Linked DNA regions of Mus musculus: all the other regions are linked to region 1. A link is a contact called in public Hi-C and promoter capture Hi-C data. All regions are on one chromosome and are shown on one strand. The core of a region is the stretch at or near the end of the contact, and the rest is flanking DNA. Distances in the headings are between cores, read along the strand shown. Region 1 holds the start of Acyp2 (acylphosphatase 2, muscle type). Region 2 overlaps Eml6 (echinoderm microtubule associated protein like 6). Region 3 holds the start of Rtn4 (reticulon 4).

What was found. Promoter capture Hi-C pulls out the DNA fragments that hold promoters and counts their contacts. A called contact is a pair of places that touch in the nucleus more often than the background predicts.
Region 2: a Hi-C map of cortical neurons shows a contact between it and region 1. The contact joins the enhancer-like site here to the promoter of Acyp2 in region 1. A contact is called at or near these places in 2 of 39 promoter capture datasets (the C10 cell line and hippocampal neurons) and 1 of 484 Hi-C or Micro-C datasets (cortical neurons).
Region 3: a contact with region 1 is called in a promoter capture Hi-C map of pre-B cells, with 4 times the contacts expected there. The contact joins the promoter of Rtn4 here to the promoter of Acyp2 in region 1. A contact is called at or near these places in 6 of 39 promoter capture datasets (the HPC-7 cell line, HPC-7-derived erythroid cells, cranial neural crest and 3 more), 4 of 484 Hi-C or Micro-C datasets (adipose-derived mesenchymal stem cells, cerebral cortex, nephron progenitors and 1 more) and 5 of 115 datasets of contacts at active chromatin or transcription factors (bone marrow-derived macrophages, embryonic limb bud, forebrain and 2 more).

The regions. Positions count from the first base shown.
Region 1 is chr11:30,647,910-30,651,385 of GRCm38.p6, reverse strand. It overlaps Acyp2 (acylphosphatase 2, muscle type), which reads left to right and starts at 1,990. Exons shown (of 4, transcript NM_029344.3): 1 at 1,990-2,085. The coding sequence starts at 2,007.
Region 2 is chr11:29,786,913-29,790,381 of GRCm38.p6, reverse strand. The region is part of intron 24 of Eml6 (echinoderm microtubule associated protein like 6); the gene reads left to right. Among named protein-coding and RNA genes, the nearest start is that of Gm39671, 20 kb to the left of the region's middle. Within about 2 kb of position 1,386, at least 108 of the 459 cell types and tissues checked have an H3K27ac peak or open chromatin away from gene starts, as enhancers often do. A contact at or near this core is called in cortical neurons, where this site is marked.
Region 3 is chr11:29,690,993-29,694,182 of GRCm38.p6, reverse strand. Rtn4 (reticulon 4) reads right to left here and starts at 1,285. Exons shown (of 9, transcript NM_194054.3): 1 at 490-1,285. The coding sequence starts at 994.

The DNA.
Region 1 (3,476 bases), core at 741-3,240:
TCTACAGAGTGAGTTCCAGGACAGCCAGGGCTACACAGAGAAACCCTGTCTTGAAAAAAACAAACAAACAAAAAAGTATTTGAAATTTAGAAGGCAGATTATTGAAAATTCTATCCTTATTATCTGAAGTGATGGGTTACTAGAAGACTTCAAATAGCTCACTAGGAAATACAGTTCTTCAGATATAGCCTGTTTTAACTGTCCCAGACAATTGAAATATCTCTGAATAATAATCAAGACCATGAAAACAAAACTGTATAACAACAGACAGAATGACTGTAAGTCTGTTTCCATTGGCATTAGATAAAATTGTTAAAAATTCTCATCTTACACAGCATCACATCTAGTTATAATAGAGATTGAGGTATTTCTTAGGATTTCTATTGCTGTGAAGAGATGTCATGACCATGGCAACTGTTATGGAAGCAAACATTTAATTGGTGCTAGTTTACAATTTCAGAGATTTAGTCCATTATCATGGCCAGAAGCATGGCAACACGCAGGCTCACATGGTGCCAGAGGAACTGAGAATTCTACATCTTTGTCTGAAGGTAACTAAGAGGTGACAGGATTCCATACTGGGCATAACTTGAGCATAGGAGACCTCAAAGCCCTGCCTCTACAGGGACACACTTTCTCCACTAAGGCCATATCTCCTCATAATGCCACTTCCCATGGGCCCAAGTATTCAAACACAGTCTGTATGGGCAACAAAGCTAGCCAAATCACCACAAGGCACCTTTCAGATTCATCAGCCTGAATGAAAAGATCAAGCCTAACTTTATCTCAGAATCACCACAGATTTGGCACCGTCAGAACATTTCAGAATTGATTCATTGTCTGTCTTAGTTAAGGTTTTTATTGCTGCCATGAAACACAATGACCAAAAAGCAGCTTGGGGGAGGAAAATGTTTATTTGGCTTATACCTCCACAGCACTGTACATATCAGGATAGGGACTCAAACAAGGCAGGAACCTAGAGATGATGTAGAGGCATGGGGGGTGGGGTGGGGGTGGGGACTGGTTACTGACTTGTTCCACATGGCTTACTCAGCCTGCTTTCTTATAGAACCCAGGATCCCTGGACTAGGGATGGCATCACCCACAACTGGCTGGGTTCCACTGCTCCCTCCCCCACCCCCCCATCAATCACTAATTAAGAAAATGCCTTATGGCTAGATCTTATGGAGGCATTTTCTCACTTGAGGTTCTCTCCTCTAAGATTACTCTAGCTTGTGCCAAGACTAGCCAGCACACTGACCAAATACCCTTTGTGCCACTAAGCTAAGCAGGTCCTTCATTTCAAATGTCCACCTCAGGATGTTGGAAATGGGGATATTGTTTCAAGGGCACACATTTTCTTCATATGAAGTGGAGATTATCATATATTTGCACAATGGTGAGTATAGTTAAGAATGATATATATTTAAAATCGTTGAAATCTTAAATGAAATCAGAGATGAAAGTTAATTAGCTTGAATTAATCTCCTTACAGTGTACCCATGGGTATACTATGTATTCTTTACAGTGTACCTATATAAAATCACCTAAAACTTAAAAATTCTTTGACATTTTATCCTTGCATATAATGAATTTTGGTAATTTTCCCCCTATTATCCTTCTCATCTCTACCCACTTAGACTTTACCCGCTCTGTCCTCTCAACAAGTCACCCTCTTATTTTCATCCTTATAGAAAAAACAAAACAAAACCTTTTTTGTGTCAAATAAACGTCGGTGGGTAGATATTAGTTGGTTTAATCCCCTCACATGCCCGACCTCCGTTTTCTTTAGAGAACCGGGTCCTGGGGAACGCAGAGAGGGAGCACCCTGCTAGGGAGCCCGAGCGCCGGGTGTCCCGTCGCCCTCACTGTGTACAACGGTCATCTGCCATCTTCTTACGCATGACCCAGCGCGCTCTTGTCTTGGCTTCTGGGCGTCGGTCCCAGAGCCCATAAGTCTTCCTCCCCTGGCGGCTGTCGCAGTCTCCGCGCCACATACCCAGCTAATGCTGCTCGGGAGAAGGCTGGCCGCCATGACCGAGCTGCTCAAGTCTGTGGACTACGAAGTGTTCGGGACAGTGCAAGGTACGGTCTGACCTGGGATGCCAAGACGAGGCCGTGGGAGGGAGAGGAGGAAGCTTATGCCATCCATTTTAGGGACGGTTCTTCTCACTGAGGCAGCGACTTCCGCTCAGCCATGACACAGCAGCCCGGGGCGGGGAGAACGGGCTAGCGCGGGGCGGAGGGAGGTCACCCTGGGTTCCCGAAGAGGACGCTGCAAGCCTATAGGATGGGGGTGGGGGACGCCTAAGTGCGGCAGAAAAGCAAGGGTACCTGAATGATACTGGGTGATTTACTTTGTCAGAGGTTGTAGCCCCTCTCCAGCTAGCAATTTTTCCTTCCTGGGTTTTGGAGATTGAACCTTATATATTTATGCACAGTCTTACATTTGCGTACTAGATTGCTGAAGTACACTCCCAGGCCATTTAAGTGAAGTTTTAAAATTTTTGTTTGATTATAAGCTTAAATAGATGCATAGAATATAATGTCTGACTTACTTTAAATCTTTATATTTGTAATTTAAAACGTTAAAACATTCTTTTAATTTTTTCTAACGCAACTTGACATAGTAGTGCATGTAGTCCTTATGCAGAAGAAGGTGGATATTTGAGTTCAAGACCAGGCTGGTCTATACACTTGAGAAAATTATCTAATGGCGTATAAATACTGTAACTATTTAATGTATATCATCCATTTAAAAGAAGAAAACTTTTTGAGACTGGAAATGTAGCTCAGTAGAGTGCTTGCTTAATAGTCACCAAGCCCTGGAATGGGTGCTCTGCTCTGTACCAGACCAAGGACGAGCTAGTCCTTATAAGCCTGTAATGCAGGTTCCGGTCTTCAACATAAAAATAATGCCTTTCTTTTTCTTTTTCTTTTTCTTTTTCTTTTTCTTTTTCTTTTTCTTTTTCTTTTTCTTTTTCTTTTTCTTTTTCTTTTTCTTTTTCTTTTTCTTTTTCTTTTTCTTTTTCTTTTTCCTTTTCCTTTTCCTTCTCCTTCTCCTTCTCTTTCTCTTTCTCTTTCTCTTTCTCTTTCTCTTTCTCTTTCTCTTTCTCTTTCTCTTTCTCTTTCTCTTTCTCTTTCTCTTTTCTCTTTCTCTTTCTCTTTCCCTTTCCCTTTTCCTTTTCCTCTTTCTCCTCCTCCTCCTCCTCCTCCTCCTCCTCCTCCTCCTCCTTCTCTTTCTTTTTCTTTTTCTCTTTATTTTTTCTCTTTTTTGGGGGGTGGGGCGGGGGCTTGAGACTCGGTTTCTCTGTATAGCCCTGGCTGTCCTGGAACTCACTTTGTAGACCAGGCTGGCCTCGATCTCAGAAATCCTCCTGCCTCTGTCTCCCAAGTGCTGGGATTAAAGGCGTGTGCCCTTTAACGAGGATATTACTTCCTGTTTGAGTCGGATTTCCATTCTACCTTCTCCACAT
Region 2 (3,469 bases), core at 137-2,636, 860 kb after region 1:
CTCTGTGTAAGATGGAGTAAGATGACTGTTCTGAGTTCACCGCACACACCACCATATACTGTGTGTTATGTGGAATATTGATTCCCTTTCCTAGTCATTGCTAGGGGAATGAAACCCTTCAGCCATTTTATGTTGGAAGTGAAAGAGCAACAGAAAAGTGGGATGTATGAAATTTTTATTTGGAAGATTTTAAAGTAATTTCAAATGCAAAATATATAAACATGTTATCATTATTAAATATACCAGCTCATGCACAGAGAATATTCTCATTGTTGTATGGCTATTATCATTACTCACCTCCAAAACTCACTTCCTCTTGTGAGACTAGAATTCTCAACCCAGCACACAGTAGCTCTCCTGTCAGTCCCTAGAAATAGCTACTTTCTCTATGTACCTCATCTTAGTGAAAACACACAACACTGTCTTCTCATTACTACCTCACTTCCCTCCACATGGTGTCCTCAGGAATCATCCATGCAATGTCCTATGTCAGAATTCCCTTAAGGCAGATGATAGCAGGCTATATGTCTGTCTCACATTTTGCTTGCATGTTTATCTATTGATACACACCTAGGTTGCCTCCACACTTTAGCCATTATGACAATGCTATGAATCTTGGTGCACAAGTATCTTTCCAAGACCCTGTTTTCATTTCAGCCTTGGGTATATGCCCAGGAATGGAGAAGGTGGATCTCATGGTCGGTAGGACTGTTGGCAGTGTTGTTGCTATGGGAGAGGGGGAGCACTGAGAGAGGGTCTTATAAAATACCTCAAAATGGAGACATCACTTGAAAAGGGAGGAAGAGAGGTGCAATACCTTGCCCTTTCTTCTACCCAAGGCTAGCCTCCAGGACTGGGGAGGCACTCGGAGCACAAGGAGGGAGAGGCCAGGGTTTCTGAAGAAGCACTGACCTCCCTCTCTGGTCCTTCCGTCAGTGAAGGTGTCAGACCAGTGGTCCATATAGCTTGAGAGCAGAGTAGAATACATGTGATCTCTAAAAACTACTCTGTCTTGAGAATAGGAGCAGACCCCGTGGTCCCTATGGTTTCAGAGCAAGTAGAATATGTGTTATCTCTAAAGTCTGTGCCATCTGGAGAATAGGAGCAGGTGCACCCATACCACTTGCCTACTTTAACTACAGTCCCGTCAGCTGTGAACTCTATGTCATGCCAGGTCCCAAGGTGCTACATCTCAGGAAAATGCCATGCTCCCCAAGACCAGCCTAGCTTTTGGTAGCAGAGACCCAGAGAACATGGACAGGGTAAAGAGCAAGATTTAGATGCAGGAGTTTGTTTATTCATCTCATCTCATCAGAATAGTGAAAGCATTTGCCAGAGCCAGCTGGCTTGGCAGGAGTAGGGATGGTGTAGGTGCAGGCGCAGCCTCAGCTTCAGCAGTCCTCGTGTCCATGGCAACCACAGCTCATTTGCTTTTGCAGGAACATCAGTGCCCCAAATGAAAGCTCATGCATGGAACACTGGAGAAAAGAATACATGGGACGAGATAAAACACAGGGTTTATTCTAGATAGCAAAAGTTCATTTCTGAAAACTGTAGGACTATATGATCTTAGGCAATCAACAGTTGGAGCCCTTACAAGACACTTCATTTCTCTTTTCACAGCAAATGGCCTGGCATTGTTTTGGTTCATATAGTACATTGGTTTGATTCATGTAGTACAAGTCTGGAATTATTCTGAGTTGTACAACCATAGTATGATGTGGCAACCAGGCTAATGCATGTGGCTTTTGCTCTGGGTGACTGGCTCTCTCTCCTTAGCAGTGAGGACATTGTTTGGTTGTTTGATTGTTTGGTTGTTGGTCAGTTTGGTTTGTTTGCTTGCTTGCTTGTTTTGTTTGTCTGCCCTGTTTTCTATGTAAGCAGACTTTTCTAGTGATAAAAATATGGATTCTGAAATAATTCACCTTCTATTATTTGGGGCAGTAATATATGGATGAAAAGTGCAGACTTTTTCATCTTTGCATCTGCTCCTTGTCCTCAGATTTCAGTGGGTGTGGGTGTGGGTATGGATGTGTTTGGGTGTTTGTATGTGTATGTATGTTTCTGTGTATGTGTATGTTTATATATGTATGTTATGTTTGTATTTGTGTGTATGTTTCTGTGTATGTGTGAATATTTGTGTATGTTTGTGTATATTTGTGTGTATGTGTGTATGTGTGTATGTTTGTGTATATGTGTTTGTGTGTATGTTTATGTGTAGGTGTATTTGTGTGTGGGTATGTTTGTGTGCGTGTGTTTGTATGTGTGTGTGTATGTGTATGTTTCTGTGCATGTGTGGATGTTTGTGTGTATGTATGTTTGTGTGTAGGTGTATTTGTGTGTATGTATACATGCACTCGTGGGCAGAAATAGGAAGAGAAAGCAAAGAAAAAAACTGCACAGCAGGCAGAGGGAATGAAAGAGTGGTGACCTAAATGTTTCTTCTTGTAATAATTTTAAAAAGGGAGAAAACACATACCCATAATTATGGTTTTCTTTTTTAAAAAATTGTTTTTAAGTCATATTATACCTTGCAAGGGAGGAGGGGGAGGGGGGAAGAGGAGGGGGGAGGGAGAGGGGGGAGGAGAAGAGAAGAATTCATTTGCATGCTGTCCAGTCTCAGTTGCCCCCAAATGTTACTCTCAGTTCTAAAATCCACATCTCATCTCAGCTGGGCACCCACAGATTCAGCAGCCCTGATGGCAACTTCCTGAGAGAAACAGATTTTTGATTGCCTAGCCTAGTGTGGGCGTGGCTCCTCCTGGGCCAGCATCAGCTCCGAGGTAAACTGGCCTTCAGCAGAGGTGCTTCTTGTGGAGGGGTGGCCAGCTGATCGCCTACAGATGTCTGGCACTGCTCGGGCTTGCCTCTCTCGAATCTCTAACTCCCTTGCAGTCAGTTCCTCACCTAGCTAGCTCAGTATTAGGAGGTTAGTTATAAATTATGGTCCTTTTAAAGCTATAGATAGTAAAATGAGCTGTTGAGATGCCGTGAGAACTGAGTTTTCTGTCTGTACCTTCTATCTCAAAAGTCATTCAGAAAAATGGCTTGTCTGAATTTTGTTTCCCACATATTTTATAGCCATTTTTGAAAGTCCTAATAATATAATTTCTTTGCAGATTTGTTTAGTTCATTAGAAAAGTAATGGTTGCTCGATTCCTTCTAATGCTAAGCAGGGAAAGCGCCTTTAACTGCCCTCATTTCTTGCTTTGTTTTTCTCCATTCTCCTGTTTATCACATATTATGCAAATCTTGTCTATTTCACATGTTCCTCTTTCAGATCCTTCAAGCCTCAGAGGCTGAGTGCGGCCCCACCCCCAGTCATGTGATAATTTACCAAATGCGAAACTATTAGGATCAGCAGTGAAGGGACTGGAGAACTTCATTTCTTAGTTTATCACTTGAAAACACTCACTTAGACCTTCCTCAGGTCAGACCATGTAACAAGTGTAACAGATAACATGTAAAC
Region 3 (3,190 bases), core at 36-2,535, 960 kb after region 1:
GGGATTAGTGCAAGGGGATCCCCCGACGCCCGGCAGGAAGGAAGGCAGGCCCTAAAAAATAAAAAAACTGTAGAGTGGTCGACAAACGCCCATCCTTTAAATAAAGGGATTAGGGCACCACAGCCTTCCCATTCCCACCTCCAAGCCCAGCCCAGCCCAGCCCAGCCCAGCCCAGCCCAGCCCAGCCCAAGGAATCCACCATCCTAGTTCTTCAACACACTCCTAGCTGCTGATAGGCGAGAACTTCGTGCTGGAATGGGAACCAGCGACTTGGCAGCGGTGCACGTGCTCCCCGAAACCCCGACAAACAATGAAGGCACCCAGGCTTCCGAGGCCGCCCCACCCTTCTGCCCGCCTCCCGCCAGCGGGGGCGCCATCACCCTGCCACTCGTAGACAAAGCCCTAGGGTCCCGAGCAGCCCTGCCCGTCCCCTCCTCCCCCGGGCCAAGACACAAAAGAGGGAGGGGCGTAACGCGCAGCAGCACTCACCCACTGAGCCCGAGCCCCTGCGCTTGGGCGCGGCCGGCGTGGAAGGGGGCGCGGCGGGCTCCGCTAGGGGGCTCGCGCCGGCTGGCGCCGGAGGCCGCGCTGGAGGCTCGTCGTCCTCCGGGAGCTTGGAGGGCAGGACTGCGGCAGCGGGCGGCAGGGATGGCGCGGACGCCGCGGGGCTGCGTTCCCAGGACGGCTGCCTCTCAGGGGCGGTGGGGGGCGCGGCCGGCAGCGGCCCGCGGGGCGCGGGGGGCACCGAGTCGCTGCTGAAGTCCAGCAGCGGTGCGGCGGCGGGGGGCACCGGAGCCGCGGACAGCCCGGCTGCGGGCTTCCTCTCCAGCACCTCCAATTCCTCCAGGTCCTCGTCGTCCTCCTCCTCCTCCTCGTCTTCCTCGTCCTCCTCGTCCTCGGGCTCCGTCACGAACTGGTACTTGAAAGCGGGCGGGGGCCGGGGCGGGCTATCCGCGGACGAGGAGACCAGCGACGACTGGTCTATGTCTTCCATGGTCGGCGATGATGCTGCAGCTACTGCCGCCGCGGGCCACTTCTCCTCAGAGCCGCGGGCGGTTGTGGGGGTTGGGCAGGACTGGCAGAGGCCGGGCTGGCCGAACCAAGCCGAGGAACCCGCAAAGGCGACAGCTCCAGGAACAATAAGACTTCTCCTCCTGCCTCCGCGCTCGAGATGCGCCACCCGCCCTGTCCTCAGTTGCAGCAGCCGCCGCCGCCCAGATGAGCAACTGAGAGAGGAGGGCAGACTCTCCGCCCAGTTTGGCGTGACTCACCTTCCCGGCAGGGGAGGGCTGGCTGGCGCGGGGGACAGAGAGCCAATAGGCTGCGGGATAGAGAAGATGGATCACGGGGTTGTCCAATAGAAATAGGGTGCAGGCGGAGCCTGCCATACTTCCTTGGTGGCGTTCGGAGGGCGGGGTTTGGAGCTGGGATCCACCCCCACCTAGTGTAGTTGGGGAATGGGGCGGGGACTTGGCCTTGCCTACAGCGGGATTTTAGTCTACCAAAAGGGGGCGGGCTGCGGTCCCAGGATTTGGAGAGTTTTCCAAGAAGCCTGTGGAAGGGCGTTATCCTGGGGACCTAGGAGTGGAAAGTTTCCTCCCCGAAAAGGGAAAAAAAAAAAAAAAAGTGGAGAAAGGTACTAACAAGACTGAATTAGGTCTTACGGATTTTTTTAGATAAAAGACTTATTTTCAGACATGGTCCCAACGCATAACTACCACCACCTCAAAAGGAGAAAGAAAAACAAAACATTTATTTGACACTTTCAAGTTCCCTCCCTTTCTAGACTGCAGGCCTGGAATGAGGTAGGCAAAACAGCTGTGCTAGATTACCCGGAGCTCTGGGCTCACTGTTTAGAATGCTTTCGGCCTTGCATTCTGCTGGACTCTAAAAGTGCACGGAGAATGAGTCACCAGAAAGGGAGAAGGGGGAAGGAACGTTGAAATAGATGCCTTGGAAGGCAAAATTGGTTCACTATTTTTCACTCACCTCAGGCTGATGAGTCAACATCCCGGATGATTCAGGCTTCCTAGGAGTCGGGAAGCCCTACACTCACTGGTTTGATATGCTGGAATGGCATGTCTCCTGATGTGCGGTCCCCCCCACCCCCACCCCCCCAAAGCTACACTTTAAAGAAAACGGTAGCCAGGTGTGGTGGCACATGCCTTTAATCCCAGCACTTGGGATGCAGAGGCAGGTGGATTTCTGAGTTCGAGACCAGCCTGGTCTACAAAGTGAATTCTAGGACAGCCAAAGCTACACAGAGAAACCCTGTTTCAAAAAATCAAAAGAAAGAAAGAAAGAAAGAAAGAAAGAAAGAAAGAAAGAAAGAAAGAAAGAAAGAAAACGGTAGAACATAGAAAACTTTGCTTCAAGGTTTGCAGAGTCCCTTTATCTTTCTTATACACTTTTCAAAAATACTGGCTGCATGCCTACTCTGGAGAGAGGATTGCCTGCATTCCAATTGTTCAGTCTACATGTGCACTGTCTAGTACTGAAGCAACTGGCTGCTTTTAGCTCCTGAGCACTGAAATGAAGTGTGTTCTGTGAATAAAATACACACTACATTCCCAGAATTTATAAGAAATGTTATAATTTCTGTTTCACATTGGTTTTATGTTGGCATTGATAGTATTTTGGATATAGTGGGATGAGTACACTATATTATCAAGTTCACTTGTATTCTTTTTGAAGCAGCTTGTAGAAACTTTTAAATGCATGTTCTAATAACTAAGATATTTGATTGCCATGGATTTTGTTGGTTTTTAAGCAAATTTGTAGTCCCAACAAAGTAATATCACCCTAGATTTAGTTTAAGTTTTAAGAAAGAATTGGGTGGGGTGGATGTTGGTGAGGGTTGCTGGAGAAATGGCTTTAACAAGACCTGAGTTCTGTTCCCAGCATCCAAGCAGCTCATAATCACAGCATACACACTCACACACATCTTTTTTTAAAAAAAACTTTTAAAATGTAATGGGGCTAGAAAGATGGCTAGTTAAGAGAACTTACTGCTCTTGCAGTAAATAAACAGCCCAAGTTTGAGTCTAAGGACCTACATGGTGATTTCCAACTCTCCATAACTCCAGTTCCAGCAAATATGAAGCCCTCTATGACTTCCTCAGGAGCCAGGCACCTGCGTGGTGTCCCACATATACACCGCATAGCATTCATACACATTCTGGTCCTATTC